2 separate regions of the Zea mays genome follow, and region 2 is linked to region 1. A link is a contact called in public Hi-C data. All regions are on one chromosome and are shown on one strand. The core of a region is the stretch at or near the end of the contact, and the rest is flanking DNA. Distances in the headings are between cores, read along the strand shown. Region 1 has its middle 8.3 kb from the start of LOC100275748. Region 2 holds the start of LOC100304210.

Region 1 (5,099 bases), core at 1,558-4,057:
GGAACATTGCAAACTTGCAGCGCAGCAGAGCAAGGGCTGTCTAGCAGCCAGCAGCATTGCAGCAACACTTCAGAAACACGAAGATACTATATTACTATGAATCTTTCTAAGTGTTGGCTACTGTTCCACTGTTTTTAAAGTTTAGTTTTGTATCACACCAAACATTTAACTATAAATTATGAGTATTAAATATAGGTTTATTAGGTTTAATAAATTCGTCTTGTCTTTTGGTCTTTATTTATGTAATTAGTTTTATAATTAGATTATATTTAGTATCAGTAATTATTATTTAAACATTCAATGTGATAGCCACTAAACTTTAGTTGGGTGGAACCAAACACTTCCCTAAAGTTCTTCACTTTATCAAACAGGATGGACATGAAGAACAAGGATGTCACATTCATGATTTAGGCTATATATACTCATATGCTCTAAGTTTCTACCAAAAAAAATATTTTGGCCTTGTCATCAAAATTATTTACTCTATACTACAATCCTACGTAGTCATGTTTACTCTAAATCTCAACTCTATACCAACCACCATATATTATATTATTTTTTCAATCCTATTTCATCTCACACTCAACTGCATCATGCTGTTGTATTGCTATGCAGGTGGGCCTCCCTTGTTTGTAGTAGGCCGGGTATACACTCTAAAAAATAAAAATAACGTTGGTGGTGGTCTCCCTTAGTTTATAGTTGTTGAATGAGTACATGGTTGCACCGTTGCAGTAACTTTCTACTGCATATTCCACTCTATCTGCGGTGCTGTATGCGATAGCGCTGCTCACTATGAACAACCTAATTTATAAGTATTTTAAGATTTGACACTCTTATCATAATGATATGTGATGCTACTGTGAGTCAGTTAGATCAGGATATCAAATCTTGAGAGGCTTGGGAATACAAATTTCAAATTTTCTCGTAAGAGAGAGATGGAACTTTGTCTATGGCTAATATGCTAGACAATTGGCATTGTCCACAGGGTGCAGAATGTTGTCGGAATCTTGTCTTTGTTTATCTGTGTTCGAGCAATCATATCCGTTGAGGCATGACTTTTGTATGATTACCTTTTCTTGTTGGAGGGAGTATGGATACAGAAAAGGTGGTGAAGAAATGGGTCTCCGCTACAGCGCTGCTGCTACGGTTTGTATTTCCATTTCCCTCTCGCTAGGAGATGGATATAAGGGCATGCACACTCTTGAACCTTTGAATCGGTTTTTCAAATATAAGATAAAGCTAAAAAAACTGTTTAATACAATCTTAAGTCTTAGATCATAAATACAGTCAAAACATAATATTTATAGAGACCTATCATTTAATTAAGTTGTGCATGCCTAAGGTCTGAAATCAGAATAATTTTTTTCCTCGACGGTATCTTGGATACATATTTCATTAGAAAGAGGTAGAAACATATTACATTACTAAAATACAAGTTTTGAGTATAAGGTCAGGCGAGGTAATCCAAGGATTATCATAAGATACCAAGAAAAACAGAAACGGCGAGACAGAGCAGGGGAACCATCGGCTATGACACCCAATAGCGTTCTTATGAAGAAATCAACCCGGTGGTGGCAAAACATCCATCCAAGGAGATAACACGGTCATCCACTAATAACTGTAGCAAAATATCAACCAGAGGGCAGCTCTGCAGTCTGCACAACCCATGGAGATCAAAGCATCCGCCACATGATGACAGGAACACGATCTTGGTTGCAAAGCATCCACCCAGAGAAAAGACCAATGACGATCAAGTATCCATTAAAAGAGATATAGCCAGTAGACTCTAAATTTTACACTACAAAAATAGAATTTAAGGATCATATCATTAAGATCATACTCTATTTCTATTTATTTTTGAACTAAAATTAATTAAGAACCAAAATGAATCTTCTAACAACTCAAATGGATATTGAAGAAATATTTCAATCATGATTCACTATCACCCCTAGTTGTAGGAGCGGCAAAACATTCGCCACAAAAGTTAAAAGACAAACTATTTTTTCTCTTTCGCCTCCTTAGCTTCAATGCTGCATAATAAATTTTATTTACTTGGTGCTTTTGATTAATGTTGTGGAAACCATCTTACAGGGTATTTGGATCCCCAGACTAAAGTTTAGTTACTCCGGATTTTGGATGACAGTTAGGATGACTAAACATGTGCTAGTTACAAAACTAATTACATAAGCCATGGCTAATTCGCGATATGAATCTATTAAATCTAACTAATCCATGATTAGCCTATATTTTGCTAAAAAAATGTGCTACCAATTAATTAATTAGGCTTAATAGATTCTCCTCGTAAATTAGCCATGCAATTAGACTTATAGCTAGAGCATGTTTAGTCCTTCTAATTGGCATCTAAAACGCGCACCACCTTAGCCATCCTCCTACTAGGACTGCCATTTGTGCTTGTCACCTCCAAGTCTTGACTTCCAAGAGTCTGAAGTAATGGTGCATTAGCGTAGAACACGATCCAAGATGGGGGAAAGGCTGTGAACTGCAACTTTTAAGGTGGACAGGAGGTGATCATTGTGCTTTATCGGAGCACGTTGTCTCCGAACGGATGGATGCTCTTGGTCTTGGCTCTAGGCATTACTGGTAATCGCCGCAAGATCCAAGAACTCCGACCTTTCGCTATCCAGCCTCCAAAAGAGCCCAGCGCCTCGAGAGCGCATGCCCGCATGGAAGTGCTCGTGGCCGAGCGTGGCGAATTGGCGATGGCCGCCCCGGTGAGAGACCCTACCCAGAAGGTCCACTGCGCACGAAATGATCAGCTGCCGCACCTGGCCCCACTCCGCCAGCGTGAGGGAGACCGGAGCTTTGGGTTGGTTGGGCCGGACCGGGCCGGGGTCCGTTTCTTTTCCCGGACAAATATCCAAATGCCGATGTGGGACGAAGCAAGCATAGGCAAACCGATACAGAAATCGGCCCGTGAGGTTAAAAGAAGGGGGAAAAAAGGACAATCAGCCCATGGAGTCAGTGTTGCACGTTAGGAAATCAGCGCAAGGGCGCAAGCACACGAGACGAAAGGGTTAAGCTCGCTCTGTCTGTCGAGCGATCATCGTCATTGTCAGGCTTCTTATATGCACTAGTTACACATAGGGATGGGCGGATGGCAATGGGTCGGGTTCGGATCTGGTAGGAAAAATACTCACCCGCGATCATACCCGCGGAGATTACTCATGCCCGCCCGTAACTATACCCGCGGGTAAAATTTTATGCCCGTGCTCATACCCATCGGGTATCGGGCGGGTATCGGGTACCCGTCGGATATAAAAAGATTTGCTAACACTTATCATAACTGATAAAAAAATAATTATCAAAATAATCGCATGCACATGTTTCCTAAGAAGTTTGTCGTTAAACATGAATTCATGATTAAAATTTAGTTCCTCATGAATTTAGTACGTGGTGAGTCAAGTGGTGCGGTGGTGCCTATGTATCAATAACTGTATTAACTGCTATTATGCAGCAGCAACAGTGCTTCTTGTGCATGCTACACTTATGGGCCATTTCAGAGCTCTCCTCACTGCTCACTACTCACAATTGCGGATGAACTAGGCCAGTACCTGCGCCAAGGGACAACAGCCCAGCACTCAGTGTCGCCGTGGGCTAATGAGATAGGTCATTGGGCTGATTTTTTTGGTGGGCTAAAAAGTTGTATCACAAATTTCGGATATCCACCGGGTACCCGCGGGCAAGAGATAAAACCCGTACCCGACCCGATTTTATCACGGGTCGGATACGGATAAGACCCGCGGGTCAAATTACGTACCCGAATCCGAACCCGATGGGTCGGATATCCATCGGATATCCGAACCCGCGGGTAAAATTGCCATCCCTAGTTACACACCCGTGCGTTACAACGACATATCTCTACTACTAATTATGTTAGTAGTGTAGGCGTCCAACACCTCTTGGCGCACGATCTGCCGCCCACCGCATCCTGCAGCCGCCCCGCATATGCCCCAGACGCGCATCCCGCAGCCGCGCCGCATACGCCCGCGCATCCCGTAGCCGCGCCGCAGCCGCTCCTTCCATCCTCCACCCTCCTTCCATCCTTCCGTCATTTGAAGGTGGGAGATCTCTGGGCGACAAGTTTCCTTCCACGGCGAATATCCCTGTTGTCAACAGTGCACCCATCCATCTCCACTTCCACCGCCGCCGAGAGACCCTAACCCCACCCATCCACCGCCATGTGGCGCCGCCTCCACACCCTAGCCCCCGCCTTGTGCAGGGCTACCGCTGTCGCCGCCGGGGCCCCTGCGGCATCCGCCTCCTCTGTAGCCGCGCCGCCCCGCTCTCCTCGGCGGCCACTGCTTTCCGTCGCACCATCCCGCTCCTCTCAGGTAAGGATCTCACATCCCCGGATCTCGATTCCCTGGCGTCGTCCAGCGCTGATCGAGTGTCGGTGGTCGTTTGGGTGTGTTGCAGGGGACAAGCCGGCGAGTGTGGAGGACGTCATGCCCATCGCCACGGGGCTCGAGCGAGAGGAGCTGGAGGCCGAGCTCAAGGTGAGATGGCCCGGTCTTTGTTCGAGAGGGAGGAGCTGGATCCCCTCCTCAATGTTGTAAACAGTGTGACAAGGAGGACGAACCGGCGGCAGTGGCAGAAGCCAGTCTCGGGCCACGATGGCGTCGAGCGCTGGCGACACATCATCGTCGCTGGTGAAGATCGGGTCCTACATGTGTGCTGTCAAGATCTACCTCAAGAGCCTAGACATCCAACTGGAGAAACAGCTAGCCAAGACATGGAGAAGCACAAGGGGTCATACAACCAGGGACCGAGGGAGGACTGGGAGATCGACCTCGCCAAGCTTCTATCAACCAAAAGAAAATCATGCTCTTCAACAGATAGTAGAACATCCTATTTGAAATGAGTTTGTGAATAAGTGGTAAGGCGTATCACTTTTAGTTTCTTTTCTTATTTGTCGTCATCTAAATTGACCATGGTGGCCAAAGATGATCGAGGAGGGGATGCAACATCGCTTCGCAGGCGCACGACGATCGCGGGTGGTTCATGTCTTCATGATCTTCACCGATGCACCGTGCTACACATTGCTCCATCCTCTCCTCACCTGTGAAGATATGCAGCAA
Region 2 (4,914 bases), core at 1,278-3,777, 520 kb after region 1:
TGCTATGCTGCAGTTAAAGATCAGCTACCAATCTTATAAGGGCAATGATCATATAGGCAAATGTAAGGTATTGCCATTAACTTGGAAAAAAAGGACCAACTGATTCAGGCAGGAGTCCAGGACCGAGAGACCTATATATAAATGGATGTTTTGTTAGAAATATGTGAATGTTAATCAGTTCACTCCCCACATTTCAATTTTAGCTAGACACATATAAAGCAGATCGCGTCTGTGAGGAAGGATTGGTAAGTGTCTCAAACAAAACCTCCAATGTTCCCTAATGCCTCCTGATGCTAACAAAACGATGTTTACCAGCTTCCAAATTGTGCGGAAACAGACACACAAAAACACTATGTAGCTGAAAGACGCTGCAAACTGAATCTGTCACCTATGATGGTAGGATACATGGAGATGGAAAACAATGTTGTAGAAGGTGACAACACTGATCTCAGTGACCATTGACCAGAAGAGACTGACAAAACAAACTAAAAATTTGAAAACTATACATTCAGAAGAGAAAGTAACTGAATCAAACAGATGGTATAGTTCATTGTTGTTATATAGGTAAAGTAGTAAAATTGTGTTTTCTAACCTGTTCTTTATGGTTAAGAACTGTAGAAAACTTGTCCCCATACTAGTCTAACACAGCTAGAGATGTGGATTTTCGCCCATCTAAGCATCTCCCAATAATTCTTAAGATGTCCAATTTCATAATTTTAAGCATGTCCCAATAATTCCTCAGATGCCCAATTTCATAATTGATTTTTTTGTCTAGTAATATAAAGGCTTCCAGATGCTTCAGGTGGGCTACAAACAGTTGAGCACTATACACTATGTGTTGTCCGCGCTAGCCAGTTCACCCAAAAGCTGTACAAAACACCGTTTTTGCACTATAGACCGCATTGTTCACAAAGGTAAGTTTGAAATGGGAGATGGAATGGGAGATACCATAGGTAAGCTAAAAAATAACACTTCGACAGAAGTAAGTTAAAAATAACACGCATCAGCTCACAATGCAGTATTGCATACAAGTATTGGAAACATGTGATCAAGCAAAACCTGAAGAAGCCTCCACGGTGAATTTGGCCATCTGATTGGGTCAGCAACCTGAGCAGAAGCTATCGTCCCCATAAACCAACTGATCCTTGACGAATCCTCTGTCTCAAATGCCATCTTGAACCTCATCCCCGGGCACCACTGGTTCCTCATCGCGTTCTGTACCGATGCAGCCTTCACAACAAACTCCGGTGTGCTAGCTCTCGGGTAGTACACAACTTCAAATGGTTGTCCGCTCGCTGCTAGACTTGCGGCGTTGACAACATCCGTGATCTTCACCTTCCCCCTACCTCTCATGTACCCACCATGACTCTTCATCATCTTACCCTCCTCATCCTTCAAGAATGCCGACAAGGCCCCATACCCCGGGGCGTTCCACCCAGACATGCACTCCATGCCACCACAGGACACCCGCTTGACACGCCGTATCCCGACGCACAGCTCGCCATGCTCAGTGCGCAGGAAGACGATGGAGTCCCCGGCGACGAGCTTCTTCTGGTTGACGAACGTGCTCCATCCCGTGGTGAGCAAATGCCGGCGCGGCGTGCCCCGGTAAATGTGGCGGAACTTCCAGACCTCCCCGTGCACGTCCTTGGCAAGCACCGTCTGCACCGGCGGGTCGGCCCGGTAGTCGAGCTTGGGGAAGATGGTCTCGGCGCAGTAGCGCGGCACCGAGAAGCCGCCACCGTTGTTGGCGTCGGACTGCGTCAGCGTCTTGGCGAAGGAAGAAAGCTTCTCCCGGGCGTCCGCGGGGTCGACGCTGAACTCATCGGGCTCTCGGAACTCCACCTCGCCGGGCGCGACCGGCACCAGGCGGATCTTGGCGAAGACCTCGTCGGTCTCCGGATCGGCCAGGAAGCGCACCCCGGTGACGCTGCAGAGCACGAGCGACGGGAGCGCTCGCGCCCCGGCGAGGTCCGCGGCCCCGCCGCCATGCGCGTGCTCCGCGTGACCCTGCGGGAAGTAGTAGACACGGGAGCGCACGGGCGGCATCTGCACCATGCCGCCAGCGCACGCGTGCCACAGCTGCGGGTCAAGGCACCTTTCCTCGGCCACCTCCTTCATGGCCTACTCCTCCTCCTCTTCGTCGTCTTCCTCCACCGCTACCAAATGCGGTCACTGTCCAGCAGAGCAACCTGCCACGTTCCCCGTTATTCACACGAATCCAAGTACCAAACCACCCTACGCAACCCACGAAACGAAACGAAAAGCAAGCAATTGGAACGGAACGGCGACAGCAGCAGCGATACCTCCTCCGTGAACGCCCATGTGTTCCAACTGGCAGATCATGGGGCGGCGGAACCGCTACTCCGGGAGAGACGTTGGCACCGGGCAAAGCAGAGCAGAAACCTACATCAGGGCCGGCATCGGCCGAGGCAACGATTCTCTCCGAGAACACCCCAAGCCTGCTTCGGTTGCTCGAGCCCAGGAGACGAAATCTAGACGGCGGCGAGGTGGGGAGAAGTTGACGGTGGTGGCGCGCGCTGCTACAGCGGCACACACAGTGGGTTGGAATTATGAGGTGGGAGGCCTCGGACACCTCTCCTTGTTGCGTGGGGGATCTTTAACAATTTGTCATCGATAAGATGGACACCTTTTGGTTAGCTAGTTTTAACACATACACTATATAATATAATTTCTTAAAAAATAACTGGTATATAAATTTTTATCAACTTATCGATCTTTCAAATCTCTAGAGCTAATTATTAGTTAACTAACAAGAAATTAACTAAATTAGTTGGGATGTTTTAAACCTGTTGGGACTATGCTTCGTCGCCGAAGGTCTTGTAGGAAGAAGCGGTTTTCGGCTGAAGCTGTTTGTATGGGATGGCCGAAGGTTCCTCCTCATGAAGCTTCGGTATTACAAACCGACTTAAAGATAGAATGACCTTTTAGTCCATAAGGGTCTGAGTCAATGTTGTAAACTTTTATGAGGGGCATAATTGTAATTCTTCACAGACTGTGTCCTGTGTCTATAAATAGTAAACAGTATTCCTTTACTGTTCACGGATTCTGATAATTGCAATCGCATCATTCGGGAACCAATCTTTGCCAAGGCAGAGGTATAACTGTATTCAATGATTCAATATATTATAATATAATTCGTTTATGATTCATTTACCTTCGATACCCTTTATTTTATGTTATCTTATACAATCTATTAAAATTCAATTACGAAGACTTAACCTTCGTAATCATATTCTCATTAACCTTTGTCCAAGGTTCATTATCCTCAAGGGAATAATGCTTCATGGACGAAGGACGTTAACATTTAACATTTTATGTTGCCTTGTTCTTAATTCATAGCATTTGAGAACAAGTCCCCAACATTGGCGCCCACCTCCGGTGAACTCACTTCCACTTTTTTGAGCTGATGGCTTCGTTCAACGATCAAGCTGGAGCTGCTTCGGCTCCGAAGCTGCTACTCCCAATAACAGGCGGTTCATGTTCAGAGCCAGCCAACAAGAAGCAGAAGAAGGAAGCACAGAGAAGGGTACAGCATGTTGGGGTGCAAGGACCCTTCATCAAGTCAAGATGGTCTCACATTCTTATTACCTTCTCCCAAGAGGACCTTCAACTCAAGGATTACCCACACAACGATGCCATGGTTATCTCTTGTGTTATCAAAGGATTTCTGGTCCACAATGTCTTGGTTGATACAGGCAGTGCAGCTGATATCATATTTGCTAAGGCCTTTAGGCAAATGCAAGAGCCAGAAGATAAGATTAATGATGCTACACACCCTCTCTGTGGCTTCGGAGGAAGACAGATTGTAGCACTGGGCAAGATCACCATGCCAGTGACCTTCGGATTCATCAACAACACTAGAACTGAGCAAGTTGTGTTTGACATTGTTGACATGGAGTACCCTTACAATGCAATTATTGGTCGTGGCACCCTCAATGCTTTCGAAGCAATTCTTCATCCTGCTTATCTTTGCATGAAGATACCTTCGGATCAAGGACCCATCGCTATTCATGGAAGTCAGGAAGCTGCCAGAAGGGCCGAAGGAAACTGGACTGACTCAAAAGCAATCCATAACATAGATGGAGCTGAAGCTTGTGAACAGTACAAATTCAGAAGGGAGAAAGCAGCTTCAGCAGATCAGCCGAAGCCCATGCTATTATGTGAGGACATAGCAGAGCAGAAGGTGCTGTTGGGCTCTCAATTATCCGAAGAACAGGAGAAAACCTTGATAAGGTTTTTGTTCAACAACAAAGATGTTTTTGCATGGTCAGCCAATGATCTCTGCGGAGTTAATAGGGATGTTATTGAACACTCTCTCAATGTTGACCCATCCTTCAGAACCAGAAAGCAGAGGCTTCGGAAAATGTCTGATGATAAGGCCGAAGGTGCTCGTAATGAAGTCAAAAGACTCCTCAGCGCAGGAGTTATCAGAGAAGTAAAGTACCCAGAATGGCTAGCTAATACTGTTATGGTAAAAAAGGCCAATGGCAAATGGCGAATGTGTATCGATTTTACAGATCTTAACAAGGCTTGTCCGAAAGATGAATTCACATTGCCAAGGATAGACTCCTTAGTTGATGCAGCAGCTTCGTCAGAACTTATGAGTCTTCTCGATTGTTATTCAGGCTATCATCAAATTTGGATGAAGAAGGAGGATGAGCCCAAAACCAGTTTCATAACCCCTAGTGGAACATATTGTTACCTTCGGATGACTGAGGGGCTCAAGAATGCTGGAGGAAGTTTCAGTAGAATGACTGCGAAGGTTCTCCAGTCTCAGATAGGTAGAAATGTGCTAACTTATGTTGATGATATCATTGTAAAAAGCACGAAGTAGGAAAATCACATTACTGATTTGCAAGAGACCTTCGCCAGTTTTAGGCAAGCTGGCCT

Evidence for each region. A called contact is a pair of places that touch in the nucleus more often than the background predicts.
Region 2: a Hi-C map of tassel shows a contact between it and region 1, with 4 times the contacts expected there. The contact joins the promoter of LOC100304210 here to the enhancer-like site in region 1. A contact is called at or near these places in 3 of 25 Hi-C or Micro-C datasets (ear, endosperm and tassel).

What each region holds. Positions count from the first base shown.
Region 1 is chr1:235,870,339-235,875,437 of Zm-B73-REFERENCE-NAM-5.0, forward strand. It overlaps the pseudogene LOC103645353. Among protein-coding and RNA genes, the nearest start is that of LOC100275748, 8.3 kb to the left of the region's middle. Within about 2 kb of position 2,808, at least 18 of the 20 cell types and tissues checked have an H3K27ac peak or open chromatin away from gene starts, as enhancers often do. A contact at or near this core is called in ear, endosperm and tassel, where this site is marked.
Region 2 is chr1:236,389,371-236,394,284 of Zm-B73-REFERENCE-NAM-5.0, forward strand. LOC100304210 reads right to left here and starts at 2,528. Exons shown (of 4, transcript NM_001165660.1): 1 at 2,307-2,528; 2 at 1,060-2,192. The coding sequence starts at 2,121.